Linked DNA regions of Rattus norvegicus: region 2 is linked to region 1. The links are chromatin contacts, called in public Hi-C maps. All regions are on one chromosome and are shown on one strand. The core of a region is the stretch at or near the end of the contact, and the rest is flanking DNA. Distances in the headings are between cores, read along the strand shown. Region 1 overlaps Fndc3b (fibronectin type III domain containing 3B). Region 2 has its middle 130 kb from the start of Fndc3b.

Region 1 (2,749 bases), core at 195-2,694:
GCGCAGCCTGTTTTCTTACACCTCGCAGGGACCCCCTGCACAGCAATGGCACTGCCCATAGTGAGCTTTTGTCAATAATAGGATCCTCCCACATTGATCACCAGTCCCGCAAATACTCCACGGGCTTGTGTGCAGGCCAGTCTGATGGCAGGGTTTCTCTAGGAGGCTCCGTCTTCTCCAGTGACTGGAGCCTGTGCTGAGTTGACAAGGAACGTCACTAGGACAGTAGCCGCGGCACCCGTAGACTCAGAGCTGTCCTGCTTCCTTCATGGTGGAATCAGAGGCCAGCACTACCATGCTCAGGTGCTGCAACCCCCAGAAACGCGCACCGCCGCCCTCTCACTGTCTCCCTGTGAAGATCTTGGTCTGATCCTGCACTGCGTCAGTGGTTCTGATATTAAAGACCCCAGGTCCCCTTCCACAGTGGCATGCATCCCGGCCTAGGGACAGCCCGTAAGGCCGGCCGGATCACTGCCATGCAGGTTTGCCTCTTCCCAGTCCTCCTCATCCTGTGTGCGCAGGGGAGCCTTTGCTCCGCCGGGTTGGGGAGGGGGCATCTTCACAGTCAGTATCATTTGTCTGCCTCATCCTGTGATGTCCTCCCATAAGGCAGATGACACAGATACATGATGCATTCTCCTGTTGCCTTCGAGGATAGGGTCAACATTGGGGCTCACCATTTTTTGACTTGCATACCCTAAAGTCAGGCACATGCTGAACGCTGAGCCAAGTGCCTCAGAGTGCAGAGAGAAAGTCATTAATCTGGGTGCTGTGTCTGCCATTAAATGTGCATGTGAGTGAGCTGTGTGGGAACCCTGACTTTGTTGAATTGGAGGGAGAATTATTCGGCAGCAGCCGGCAGGTTTCGGGAGTAAAGCATCCATATTTTTAGCTCAGTATACACCGTGCCTGAGCAGTTCTGAGGTGTCACCTACCTCGTTGTTCTATACGCTCTCTGCAACCTGCGAGCTCTGGTCTCTCCTAGCTAGTGTACTTCTTACCTTTTCCTAGATAGTCAAGTCAAGCCTGTTGGTTTTTAGAAGGTATATATGGAGTTCATATCTGGGAGTGGAGGTCACTTTCTTATGTGGAATGTTCTTCTCCAGTCAGGAGAGTTCCCTCCATTGCAGTGGGGCAGAGTGAGGACTCACTGAACAGATACCTAATGAGATGGTTGGCCCTGGAATTGTTGCCCAGGGCTAGTTCAGGGCAAGGCCACAGTGTGCTCTTGGGTAAGCAGCTTGGCTCAGCTGTGAAGCCCACGGATGAGGCAAAGATGAGAAGCTTGTTCGCCAGTTCCAGTTATTCTTGCTCACCCTGTCTGTTTCCTTTGTAGGGTATACGCCATGTACAATTCTGTCAAGGGATCCTGCTCCGAGCCAGTCAGCTTCACCACCCACAGCTGCGCACCAGAATGTCCCTTCCCTCCCAAGCTGGCACACAGGAGCAAAAGTTCACTAACCTTGCAGTGGAAGGTAGGTAGCTCAAAGAGCCAAGAATAATGTTCAAGGCAGGCAGGGGCCGTTTCAAATATTCCATTTTGCAATGGGGCTTGGTTTCCTGTGTAATCACTGTGTGAACCCAGTTCTGATGCATCAGAAACTGCCAATCCCATACAAATCAAGCAGAGGAGGTAGAAGGAAGGATCAGCTAGATCCGGTGTGGGCACCTTCTCGGGAACTTGGTAAATCTCCCAATCTATCCTAAGTGATAGAAATACTTAAAATACCTCAGTTTCATCACTTTCTACTACTTGAGTTCATTTTTCAATCATTTGTAAACTGCAGCATGTAGTTTGAAGGTTTGGAGATAAAGTAGGTTTGAGTTCTTTTGCCTTCATCCTAAGTAAAGCTGAAATACTTAATAAAAGCTTCCCAGAATATATTGTGTCCTATACTCTATTAAGACTTCATTAATTTTCACTAATTAGTCATTAGCTCAATCAGGATTCCTATTTTTAATAACCTGAACTCTGTGTAGTGATTTTCATAAAATTCAGTATACTGTCTAAAAATAACCATCACCTAGTGCACAGTCCTGGGGTGGGCGCCTTTAAAGTGTGCCTTTAACCTGTTGTTCACCAGTTCCTGTTCTCAAGAAAATAGATCATTTTCACCCTTTCCAATCCTTATGTCTATGTCTTGATATCTGAGAATGTAGTTAGAAAACGTCAGATAGTTGGAGGTGACAGAAGCTTATGTTCCAGAGTGCGGAGGGGTGAGGGGCTTGGGAGAGAGCAGGAGTGACAGGAGAAATGTAGTCAGGCTTCTCTGCACCCCGCTGTGTGTAGCCATGTGCTCAGGGTCAGTGGCTGACATTGACTGTGTTACTGGGACAAAGGAAAAACTGAACTGGCTTAGAATCTGACCTTTTCATTTTCCTTCCTGGCTTCCAGGGATAATTCAGGTCAGTGATCTCCCACCTTTTCAGAGTTTTAGCACCCAACTGGTCATCATCATTGGTTAATTCTTTGGCAAATATATATTCATTTAAAAATAAGTTCACCTAAGCTAATATAAATCAATCTTCTTCAAAGGAAAGAACTAAAATCTATTGCTTTTGATAAAATACAAGAAATCTGAAGATTACCAGAGGGACCCCGGGGTCTTACAAACTTAAAGTTGGGAATCACTGATATGTCTGTGCTCTCTGCTTGGGTGGCATTCGGGTCTCAGGGGGACCAGCAGCTTCCAGAGAGGTCACTTGGGAACAGAGATACCCTCTTGAACCATTCAGTTGTCTGAAAACA
Region 2 (2,700 bases), core at 147-2,646, 290 kb before region 1:
GCTTCTAATGCAACCCCTGATAGTTTGTATTTGTTTTTTTATTTGTTTGTTTTGTTTTTGTTTTTGTTTTGATCTCCCCTGACATCTTAAGGTCCCAACCTCTCCTAGCCACCTTCCTGTGAGCTCTGTGGTCTTCCAATGTCTGTCAGAATGACATCTTAAGTTTCAGCTTACAACAGCCTAGAACTTTTCTATCTTGCAGTTCCAGTTCCTCCACATCTCTCCTGGAAATCAGTTCCCAAGGTCGGAGAACCACAGGGTCAGGTTTATCACAGCAACACTGCCCACAGTCTGTAACAGTTTCTCCAGGTCAGTTGACCAAACTTTCTGACAGAAACAAGAGAGGGAAGATGTATCATAGCCCCTCATTTCAGAAGGTCTCAGTCCATCATGGTAAGAATCCAGCTTAGTTCACACGGTGGGAGTTTGTGGTGGCTCTCACGGCACAGGCCAGGAAGCAGATAGCACACAGCTGGAACATGTGACAGACATAGGTTTCAAAGGCCCAACTCTAGTGACCTACATCTGCTATACATGCTCTATAACCTTCAAAATAGAGCCAGGAGGGGTTGGAGATTTAGCTCAGTGGTAGAGCGCTTACCTAGGAAGCGCAAGGCCCTGGGTTCGGTCCCCAGCTCTGAAAAAAAGAACCAAAAAAAAAAAAAAAAAAAATAGAGCCAGGAGCCAAGAGACAAGCATTTCCGGTACAAACCACAGTAGCCCACACCAATCGTTAACAATTAAGCTTCTTTAATCAGATGTGCCTAGTTCTGCAACATAAATACTTCTAAGTATACATTACCTTTTTGGGCCTAGTGAAAAGAGAATATTCAGGACTTAGAAGGAGAAAAAAATCTTAATGAAAACAAAACAAACTTCAAGGAAATAAATAATTCCAACTTGGCGTTAGGTACAGTACACAGAATAATCAAAAGAGGGTAAAGGAGACAGAAGATACCAGTCAGTACTCACATATGTATTTACATTTATTGAATGAGAAATCAGGATAAATTACCCTGGGAAGGAAGCTGGGCTGAGAGCCAGCTTAATGGCAAAGTGACAAAGCGATAGGCATGGAACAGGGCAGGGGTGTCCCAGCTCACACTCCTGTAAAGAGAATGAGCAAAGCCAATGTCATGTGTGGTGGTGCCCTCTCAGTCACTCTGGAGAACCCTGATCAATTCCAGACATCCATTCCTGCACACTAGGGAGGTGGAGAAAGAAAGGGAAATTGAGGTACAATTGGGAGAACTAGCTTCTCTTTTCTTCTCTGCCTTGACTGTTACTGTGACTCGACCAGGAGGCTTCCCCTGTGGCTCCTCCCTCCCAGAGCAGAGGCCACCCTCTTAGCATGTAGTTTTGTTCAAGTCCATCAGATTCTGAGTCCACAGCAGGGCCAAAGTAGCTTGTTTGTCCACGCCGGTTCAGGGTGGAGGAAGTTCACATTCAGCACAGGCACAGCAGTGTGTCATATCACATTGCCAAGGACTTGCATCATTTCTAAACTTTCCGGAAGCCTGGATGGGCGAGAGGTCATCTGTGTTTATTTTGTGAAGTTTGGCCTACCAGGAAATGTGTGGGTACAAGAGATATTTCGGGCCCCTGAGACTCTAACTTAAGACACTTAAATCCGGCAGCCTGTGCTACAAGCGTGAACCTCTAAGTAGGTCTTTGAAACAGAGTGGCAAATTGCAAAGTATGAGAGGTTTCTTGGCTGCACGAACCAAGCCACGTATAAAACCCTGTTGCCAAACAGAGACTAGAACCAGATGGCAAGTCTGAAAACACACAGCACGTATTGACTCTTCTATAAAATACTCATTACTGCCTAATCCAGTAATAGTCATTTCTAGAAGAATTGCATAAACACTCGTGAATCCATTTTAATTAAGGTTGTAAATTGACCTTACCAAAAAAAAGAATCTTTGAACAAAATTTTTCATGTCACATTGTTTTAAGAATATAATGAAATTTCTCTGTCATAAGAGAAGAAGGATGCGTCTGAAAGATGAAATTTTCATCATGTTGAAAGCATACACAGTTGTTAGCTGTCTACCAGCAGGCTTTCTCTGGTCTCTGGCAGACAGTTAAGGCTATTTTGGTCTTTGTGCCATCAATAATCTAGCAGGTGACTAGAGACCTTACCTAAAAGAAAATGGTCTTTCATGTGGAACTGACAAACAAAATTCTATACACACACACACACACACACACACACACACACACACACACACACCTCCAGACCCAATTCCAATCACATAAGTAAAGGGAAACTCACAATAGAGAGAATGCCCATAGCCAATGCTAAGGGATGGATGGATGCACAGAACAATACTACCCACAAAGACACAGGATTGAGTCAAACACCCCTGTTCTTGTCCACTGCAGTTACCATGACTAGGCCCAGGAGATCCTAAAAAGAGTAGACCAGCATTTTCATCTCCCTAGCAGACGACACTCCCGATACACTATTCCAGGGAAGATCATTCTGGAACCCTGCAGTGAGGTGTTAGGGCCACACTGACAGGCAGTAAGCCAGAAGACTGCCTGGAACTGAGAGATGTGTATGCATCATCTACAAACACTTATCCCGTCCCTGCCTGGGCTTGGATCCAGCTACTTCTAGAAAGTTCTGCCTCAGACACAGATGCACACCACTCCCCAGTTCATATATCTCAGAGCAAGGACCCTCCATTTTGT

What was found. Hi-C and Micro-C count contacts between places; a contact is called where the count stands out from the background.
Region 2: a contact with region 1 is called in a Hi-C map of liver, with 5 times the contacts expected there. The contact joins two enhancer-like sites. A contact is called at or near these places in 3 of 12 Hi-C or Micro-C datasets (kidney and liver).

The regions. Positions count from the first base shown.
Region 1 is chr2:112,309,011-112,311,759 of GRCr8, reverse strand. Fndc3b (fibronectin type III domain containing 3B) reads left to right here. Exons shown (of 25, transcript NM_001191704.1): 9 at 1,337-1,475. The region is part of intron 1 of LOC134485892 (a long non-coding RNA gene); the gene reads right to left. Among named protein-coding and RNA genes, the nearest start is that of Ghsr, 110 kb to the right of the region's middle. Within about 2 kb of position 1,444, at least 4 of the 93 cell types and tissues checked have an H3K27ac peak or open chromatin away from gene starts, as enhancers often do. A contact at or near this core is called in liver, where this site is marked.
Region 2 is chr2:112,601,942-112,604,641 of GRCr8, reverse strand. No RefSeq gene overlaps it. Among named protein-coding and RNA genes, the nearest start is that of Fndc3b, 130 kb to the right of the region's middle. Within about 2 kb of position 1,396, at least 23 of the 93 cell types and tissues checked have an H3K27ac peak or open chromatin away from gene starts, as enhancers often do. A contact at or near this core is called in liver, where this site is marked.